Linked DNA regions of Oryctolagus cuniculus: region 2 is linked to region 1. Evidence: chromatin contacts called from public Micro-C data. All regions are on one chromosome and are shown on one strand. The core of a region is the stretch at or near the end of the contact, and the rest is flanking DNA. Distances in the headings are between cores, read along the strand shown. Region 1 holds the start of BSDC1 (BSD domain containing 1). Region 2 holds the start of TXLNA (taxilin alpha).

Region 1 (4,360 bases), core at 1,663-4,162:
AGATACCAGTTCTAGTCCTGGCTACTCCACTTCTGATCCAGCTCTCTGCTATGGCCTGGGAAAGCGGCAGAAGATGGCCCAAGTCCTTGGGTCCCTGGACCCGCGTGGGACACCTGGAAGAAGCTCCTGGCTCCTGATTGGCGCAGCTCTGGCTGTTGCAACCATCTGGGGGTGAACAGCAGATGGAAGACCTCTCTCTGTCTCTCCCTTTCTCTGTAAATCCGCTTCTCAAATAAATAGATAAAACTTAAAAAAAAAAAAAGTCTTCAGAACTATATCTTAAGGAGCAGGCAGAGGAAGAAAGACTCAAACAATTAGGAGAGTTTGCAGAAGCAGGTAGAGAACTGAGAGAACCATGTGACCAAAGCCCAGAGTCAAGTTTCAGGAAAGAGGGAGAGTCCAATGCAGCAGAGAGGTCCAGAGCGATAAGGGCTGAACACCATCTGCTGGATTTGGCAGGAGGCAGGTGAAGCTGAGTGCGAAAACAGATAAGGTTCTAGGTGGTGGCTTGAGGGGCGGAGAGGGAGTTAAGAGAGACCATGCTGTTGATCTTACATTCCAAAAAGTTGATGAGTTTATTTCCTAGAGGTGAAAGGGGCAAAGTAAACAGGGAGCTTGAAGGAAGAGTCAGCCTTTGGGAAAGTTTCTGAACTCAAGGGGCAAATTACACACTGAGTGAGGCTTCTGGAAGCGCTCAGGCCCAGATGCGATCTACAGGCCGAGCGATCTGCAGAAGAACCGAAAAGCAACGTGCCTGGCCCTCAGTGCATGTGCGCACAAAGCAAGCCAGGACAGGAAAAGGAAGGCGCAGAGGAGGGCCGATCACATCACCGCCTCGGAGCCCTGGGCTCAGAGCACTGTACGGATGTGCTACAGGGTTCAAGAGCATTGAGCGAGCAGGGAAGCAAGTGGACCAGATGTGGCCAGGAAGGAAAGCAAGGCCAGTAAAGCGTCAAAAGACCCCAAAAAGAAAATATAATAAAATGGACTGATGGTAGTGTCTACCAGGTGTCCCCGTCACCCTCCATACTTAACAAAACACAGCTAACGCTTCTACAGGACTTAGTATTCTTCTTAGTGCTTTACATATGTCATCATTTAACACTGACGACAATCTCTTCAAGTACGCGTTATTACTATTTCTGCTTTGTAGGTGAGCAAACGAGGCCTGGAGGTCAAGTAACTGGCCCAAGTCCACGTTAACGTGGTTAACAGACAGAGATTAAATCTCACCAAAAAGGCAGAAGCAACACTCACACCTCTGCTTCTGACCAGTAACTCCCGAGAACGAAGATTCTCGGATTCGCAGTGAAAGACTGACCGACTTCGTGTGAGGGCACTTTCAAAAGCTCATGGAGGAAATGGATATCTTCAAAGTTTACTGTGCTGCAGAAATTTTTGAAATCTATGGTTTTTCCATAATGAACATTTTCCATGACCTTTTGCAGTAGCCCTCACTTTCTCAGGAGTTACGGTAAGACCCACACACGGAGGCTCTCATCACAGCCTGGCTGAATGAATTCAGGCTTTCCTCCCACGACACTGCTCCACAGGCAGCTTGCCACCCTGGGCTCATTTTCATGAAAACCCGGAGCGAAGCCTTCTCTGTGAGTCCTCATCACCAACCTAGACAGCTCAGGACATTCTTGCATTCTCTGGGCTGCAGCTGACAGGATGTACAGAGACGCTCAGGCCAAGGGAGGAACAAAAACGCTCCCACACAGAAGCCTCCTGGAGCTTGCCTGAAGCAGGGCTCACTCCAGTTGCCCGTGATAACTGGTCATTAACTTTTCTCACGACTCAGTTGCTCTGGTTCTGACTGGCATGGAATGAAACAGGCACAGACATCGGCACTGCCCACCGACAGACCCCAGCGCCACTTAGCCCACAGGGCCCTCCACTCTCGGGCCATCCACCTCAGTCACTCCGCCTCTCTTGGCAAACTCCTTGTGTAGAGAGGCCTCTTCAGGCACCAACAAACTCGTCTCTGGCCTGGTTTCTTGCTTTTCATCCCGTCTGGGCAGGGCTGGCCCCAAGAAGGTTCCTGTCTTGACTCCCCGGACTAGACAAGGTACTCCAGCACGTTCCTTTCACAGCACTAACCACATCAGTAATTAAACAGCTATTTGCTTGTCCATCTGGTTAATGGCTGTCTTCCAGCATCTGTTTGGCTACGGTCTGTATCCTCAAGACCTGTTGAGACTCAGAGAGCTAGCTGGGGCACACAGTCTAATATGTGAATAGGTGGGAGTAAGTGTTCTCATGGCCAGAATGCTTTTTCTTCAAGGCCTATATCAAGTGCTCTGTCTTTCACCGAGAAGTTGTGACTTTCTGGAGCTGGTATGCACTGCTCCTTCCTATGGAGCCCTACGAAAGGATCCCTCCAGCCATGCACACAGTCCTTATGTCACCGTGCTCGCACCACACCGGTCTGCGCCGGGGCCTGTGACAGCAGGGCCCAGGTCGGTCTTGAGGCTCCAGACTGCCAGAGCCGGGCAGGGCGGTGCGGGGCCCGGCCGCGGGAAGGGTGCTGGCCCGGCTTACCTTCTCTTTGACTGCCTGGTAGCTCTGCTGCAGCCAGCTCCGCCACCATCCCACGTCCTCCCTGTGGAAGACAGACACATCTGGCGGCCCCGCCGGCACTCCTGCCCACCCAATGATCGGGTCTGTTTTTCCCTGATGTGGGCCGCAGGCCGAGGCTTCGCAGACCGCTTCCCCAACCCCGTCCTGAGACTGCACTCCGCCCGCCAGCTCCGTCCACTCCCGCGCGGATCTCCTGTTCGCCCCAAGGTCCCTTGCCCAGTGCCCAAACCCTGGGAGAATCGGGCCTCAACGCCTAGGAGGAGGATGACGGGCTCACCCTTCCGCCATCTTGCCCGCATGACATCACCACTATTTACCGACCTTTGACTTCCGGCACGGCCCCGCCCCCTCAAGCACCGCCCCGGAGCGCTCGGCCCAATCATCGGGCCGGCTCTGCCTTTGGCCCAATCCCCGCTCCGCTCCATCATTAAACCCCGCCTCCCCGAGCTCGCTTCGCAGTCAGGCCGGAGTTTACCTCTAAACTCCGCCCCTGAGCTCTCGATCCAATCCTCATCCAGTACAGTTCCCTGTATGGCAGCGGCTAACTTCCGATACGGTGGCCGGTGGGTGCCGCGCTCAGCCTGCTCCCTGTGGGAGAACTCGGAGGGGAGGAGAGGAAGATCGGGATTCGGGCTGGGAAGCCAGTGGGATGCCGGCACTGCCCGCCGGCGCCTTAACCCGCTGCACCACAGCGCCGGCCTCTGCTGTCTTGTCGCTGGACGTCCCAGAGCTCAGTCCCTGCTCCTCTCTTTTTCCATGTCTGTAATCATTTCTTAGGTAATCTCATCAAGTCTCCTGACTTTAGATGCCATCTATGTGCTGACAGCTCTCAGATTCTCTCTCCGGCCCACGCAAGTTCTCTGGACACCAGGCTGGATTGCACGTGTAATAGGCATGTTAAACTCAACAGGTCCTAAAACAGACTTATGCATTCCACCTCAACTTCCTGCAGACTCCCCACGTCTGTAAATGACACCCTCATTCTTCTATTGCTCAGGCGAAAGCCTGGGAGTCATCTTTGTTCACTTTCTTTCATACATTTACTTTCATTCATAGCATTTAAAAGCTGATTCCTTAACGAATCCAGCAGGCTTTGCCTTTAAATCACCACCAGAATCTAATCCTGCCACCTTCGCCTCTAGTATGTAGTTTCAATCCACCATCATCTCTCACCTGGTTAATTGCAAGAGCCTCTTAACTAGTATCTGTCCACCAACTCTTGCCTTCCTTAAATCTAGTGTTAATTTGTCCTGAAAGCAATATTTTAGGAAATATACGTTGGTGGAAATGCACAGTGGTGCGGTTGCTGTGGTAATAAAGTATGGCATTTCCTCAAAAAACTAAGCATAGAATTACCATATGTTTTCACAATTCCACTCCTGAATATAGATGACCAAAAGAATTGAAATAGGAGCTCCAACAGGTATTTGTACACCACGTTTGAAGCAGCTTCTTTCACAATAGCCAAAAGGTGGTAGCAACCAAGTGTCAGATGAATGAGTAAATAAAATGTAGTACATATATATATAATGAATATTGCTTAGTCTTAAGAAGGAAGGAAATTCTTTTTTTTTTTTTTTTTTGACAGGCAGAGTGGACAGTGAGAGAGAGAGACAGAGAGAAAGGTCTTCCTTTGCCGTTGGTTCACCCTCCAATGGCCGCCGCGGCCGGCGCACCACGCTGATCCGATGGCAGGAGCCAGGAGCCAGGTGCTTTTCCTGGTCTCCCATGGGGTGCAGGGCCCAAGCACCTGGGCCATCCTCCACTGCACTCCCTG
Region 2 (4,787 bases), core at 1,552-4,051, 190 kb before region 1:
TCCATTAATCTTTTTTAAAGATTTATTTATTTGAAAGGCAGAGTTACACAGAGAGAGGAGAGGCGGGGGAGGGGGGTCTTCCATCCACTGGTTCACTCCCCAATTGGCCGCAACAGCTGGAGCTGCGCCCATCAGGAGCCAGGAGCTTCTTCCTGGTCTCCCACATGGGTGCAGGGGCCCAAGGACTTGAGCCATCTTCTGCTTTCCCAGGCCACAGCAGAGAGCTGGATCAGAAGTGGAGCAGCTGGGACTTAAACCGGCGCCCGTATGGGATGCCAGCGCTTCAGGTCAGGGCGTTAACCCGCTGCGCCACAGCACCTGCCTCCATTAATTTTCTTACTCATGCACAGATACACATTCCAAGTGCTGGCACAAATAAAGTGTACAAAGTGGTAACATTTATTTAAAAGGTGAGAAAGTGAACAGAGATGAGCATGGGTTGCGCCAGAGACACACCATCAGATTTACCTGACAGGAAAAGGGGTGGGGGAGGGGAGAGAGGGCACCTGGCAGTCCCTACAGCTGTGGTCTGTCGTGGAAGAGCCCCTCTCCCAGTTGTTGGTCTCCTTTGTGAGTTCCAGGTGATGCCTCTCCAGGCATGAAGCTACCTAGGAATTTCATGGCGCCCCCACAAATTCCACATGGAGCTCAATATCCGTATTTTCATGGTGTCTTTTTTTTTTTTTTTTTTTTTTTTTTTTACAGGCAGAGTGGACAATGAGAGAGAGAGACAGAGAGAAAGGTCTTCCTTTGCCGTTGGTTCACCCTCCAATGGCCCCCGCGGCCAGCGCGCTGTGGCCAGTGCACCGCGCTGTTCTGATGGCAGGAGCCAGGTACTTCTCCTGGTCTCCCATGGGGTGCAGGGCCCAAGCACTTGGGCCATCCTCCACTGCACTCCCGGGCCACAGCAGAGAGCTGGCCTGGAAGAGGGGCAACCGGGACAGAATCCGGTGCCCCGACCGGGACTAGAACCCGGTGTGCCGGCGCCGCAAGGCGGAGGATTAGCCTAGTGAGCCTCGGCGCCGGCCCATGGTGTCTTCTTAGGTCCCGGATGAAACAGATGCATCCCAGGCAAGAGGGCATTTGACTGACAGGATAGGATTAACATGAGGGCTTCTGACTTCCAGCTCAGTCCTAAACTAACTTCTTATTTACCCCACATCAGGTGCAGAGGCCCAGCACTCAGGCCACGCTCCACTGTCTGAGCCTCATTCTGTCATGCTATCAGGCGACAGTGCCTTCAGTGTTGCCTGGTAAATCTACAAGTTACTACATCCTGTAGCCCCAGCCCGATGGTGGGCTTGGGGACTCGAGCATTTATCCAACGGTCATCGCAAAGCTCACTGACTTGGCAGCAAACAGTAAGTTCAGGACTCGGGACTAATCTGGTTAACACTAGGGAGCTGCAACAGTGGCAGAGCACTGGGAGGGTTTTGATGTGCTCTTTGAGATGGCTCTCAAGTTTGTTGTTTATTTTTGCCATAAGTGCACTTTGGAAGAAAAATAGCAAGCATCTGCAAAAACCTGAGAAACCCTGTGAATCATAAAAGTAGAGTTGGAGCAAAAAACCCAAGATTGGATGGAAGAGGCAAAAGCCAAACCACGTAGGCTCTTCAGATTCCAGGTGCAAAGAGTACTGGGTTTTATTCCAACGTCTATAAGCAGCGGTGATAAAGAATTGTGACCTCGGGGCTGGTGCCTGCAGTGCCGCCATCCCACATGGGCGCCAGTTCAAGACCTCCTAGCTGCTCCATTTCCAATCCAGCTCTCTGCTATGGCCTGGGAAGGCACTGGAGGATGGCCCAAGTCCTTGGCCCCCGCACCCAGTGGGAGACCTGGAAGAAGCTCCTAGCACCTGGCTCCTGGCTTCGGATCGGCGCAGCTCTGGCGGTTGCGGCCAATTGGGGAGTGACCCAGCGGATGGAAGACCTCTCTCTCTCTCTGCCTCTCCTCTCTGTGTAACTCTGCCTTTCAAATAAATAAATAAATCTTTTTAAAAAATTGTGATCCCACCTTTGGAGAAAAATCTGGCCTTTTCAGTTTTAGCCCTAGTACCACAAGGACTTTGTACAAAATGGGACGAAGAAGTTTCAGGAATGGGCCTGAGGTCAAACACCCCTGCAGGGACCCCTCTGCCCCTTCCTGCGGGACTGCCGAGCTTATTGGGGGGGGGGGGGGGTAACTACCTTTCACAAGTTACCCGGGCTCTTGGAGAACGCCTGCAATGGTGATTATTTCTTCTGAGTAAAAGGCAGGGTAGCGGAGTAGTCAGGTTCTGAACCACTGCTCGAACCCAGCATCTGTGACCGTGGGCGAGCTGTCTAACGCGAGCCTTACAGCCCTCTTCCGTTAAATGGGAATGACAAATAGTACTTATCTCCAGCAGCTAGGAGGCCAGGGCTTTTAAGAGACCAGGGAAGCACACGGGGTGTGCTCAGAGAACCGCTACGGTCACTGAAAGCCTGCGTCAGAATAAGGAAATCGAGGCAGGGAGAGAAAAGAACGTCCAGTCGCGTGGCACCTAGGGATGAAGTCGGACCTGGAACACAGGCCTGCCTCCCAGCCCAGGCCTCTCCGGAGTCCCCGGACTGACGGAGTGTGGACCGAGGCACGCGGGCGCAGTGAGGCTGGGCCGCACAGGGCTTCTGCACGACACCGGCGAGGTTGACGTGGAGGTTTGCTCAGAACCACCGGCTCCCCAGCCCTCCGGAGTCCGCGGCTCTGAGGACGAGAGCATCCTGGGAGTTGTGTCGACCGATGCATGGTGGGACGTGTAGTCCGCTCCTGTCCCCGCCCTCCCGATGCACCCGCCTTGGAGGCCGCCTTCGCTCCCGGCTCCCGGCAAGCTCCGCGCCAGCGCCGGCTACTAATTGGCTGTGGCTCGGACAGGCGGCTCTGCCGGCAGCGGTTACCCAGGGTTTCCGGTGCGAGGCCAGCGCTGGGGACGCGGTCGCACGTCGCCCGTGAGGTGAGCCCAGCGGCGGGACGACGGACGGTGAGGGCCTGCAGACCTGGACACTTTCGGCCAGCGGGGAAATTGCTCCGATTTCTGCGCGTGGGCGGCGGCGGGGGTGGGGGGAGTCGGGGTGACGCTGTGCGCATGCGCGCGACTGGAGGGCGCGCGGGGCGTGGGTGGCTGCGTGCGCGCGGGCGCGGGAGCCCACGTGGGACCTGGGGCGCGGGGGGAGGGGTCGGAGTCGAGCGTCCCGCCACGTCAGTCTGCGGCCGGGAGCCAATCCCGCGCCGGGCCTGCCGTGAGGGGCCGTGTGGGGCCGGGAAGTGGCTTCGGGGGGAACAAGGAGGCCTCTCTCCTCACCCGCTCCAGGAGCAGCGCCCCGGAAACCCGCCGGGGTGCGCCAGGCCCCCTGACCGGCCGGACAGCGGGAGAACCGTTGGCTCCCTCCGTTGAAGGTGCGCCTGGGCTGTGATTTCTGATCCAGGCTGCGAAGAATTCTGTGGAAAATAGCAACTGTGTTTCTCAAGGATCCAATCCCAACCTAAGGTGGCAGCGCACAATGAAGAATCAAGACAAAAAGAACGGGGCTGCCAAACAGCCCAACCCCAAAAGCAGCCCGGGACAGCCGGAAGCAGGAGCGGAGGGAGCCCAGGGGCGGCCCGGCCGGCCGGCCCCCGCCCGAGAAGCCGAAGGTGCCAGCAGCCAGGCTCCCGGGAGGCCGGAGGGTGTGTGCCAGCTCTGCGTTTCCAGCCGCCTGGGGGAGGAGTTCGCGGCCCGGCCCAGGGAGGAGGCAGCGGGGATGTGGAGCATCCCAGGCTCTGGGGAGGGGAGGCCCTTGCAGGCTTCTCGCAGGTGGCCGGCACCTGAGGCCTCAGCCAGTGACGCCGGGTTCCATCCGAAGGACCTCGGTCACCAGTGTGGGTCACTGCCCTTGGTTCGTTGTCGAGGCATTTCTGGAGCTGCTTGCATAGCAAGCGGGGGCTTTTAGAGGGAGGGGAATGGACGAAACATTGAGTTGCCTGCCTCCTGCGACATGGCAGTCCCAGGTGCCGTACGTACTTATTTTATGCTTGAACAAACTGTATTGGGGAGGTTGCGAGAATTAAGTAAGCTGGGGCAACCTTAAACCTGAACCAGTGAGGCTGGCTGGGCTCACGATCCCAGGTGGTGGTCTAACCTTGCCGTCTGTCGCTGCCTCTCGTCCTCTCCTGCCCTAGGGGCTCAAGCCAAAACTGCTCAGCCTGGGGCGCTCTGTGATGTCTCTGAGGAGCTGAGCCGCCAGTTGGAAGACATACTCAGTACATACTGTGTGGACAACAACCAGGGGGCCCCGGGTGAGGATGGGGTCCAGGGTGAGCCCCCTGAACCTGAAGATGCAGAGAAGTCTCGCGCCTATGTGGCAAGGAATGGGGAGCCGGAGCCGGGCACCCCAGTAGTCAATGGCGAGAAGGAGACCTCCAAGGCAGAGCCGGGCACGGAAGAGATCCGGACGAGCGATGAGGTCGGAGACCGAGACCACCGGAGGCCACAGGAAAAGAAGAAGGCCAAGGGTCTGGGTGAGCAGAGGGCAGCTGCGGGGGGCTGTGGGGAGGGCTTTGCACCTGACATTCCTTGGGCTGTGCAGCAGGGAGTCTCCCTGGTTGATTCAAAGCGCAGGGTATTCCAGCCACAGGCCGGAGTCGTTCAGGTTGGGAGCAAGTGAAATGGAGCCTGATCCTCATGGACAAAGCGGAGAGGTTTGGATGGGCTCTGTACCTGCCCACACCGCTTCGTCCCTGCTGTGTGACCTTGGGCATGTCCTTTCCCCGCCCTGGGCAATAGTTTCCAGTTC

Evidence for each region. A called contact is a pair of places that touch in the nucleus more often than the background predicts.
Region 2: a Micro-C map of ear pinna shows a contact between it and region 1, with 4 times the contacts expected there. The contact joins the promoter of TXLNA here to the promoter of BSDC1 in region 1. A contact is called at or near these places in 2 of 6 Hi-C or Micro-C datasets (ear pinna and an unstated tissue).

The regions. Positions count from the first base shown.
Region 1 is chr7:140,085,248-140,089,607 of mOryCun1.1, reverse strand. BSDC1 (BSD domain containing 1) reads right to left here and starts at 2,912. Exons shown (of 11, transcript XM_002720710.5): 1 at 2,861-2,912; 2 at 2,545-2,605. The coding sequence starts at 2,871.
Region 2 is chr7:140,274,010-140,278,796 of mOryCun1.1, reverse strand. It overlaps TXLNA (taxilin alpha), which reads left to right and starts at 2,801. Exons shown (of 11, transcript XM_008273771.4): 1 at 2,801-2,968; 2 at 3,326-3,681; 3 at 4,174-4,512. The coding sequence starts at 3,516.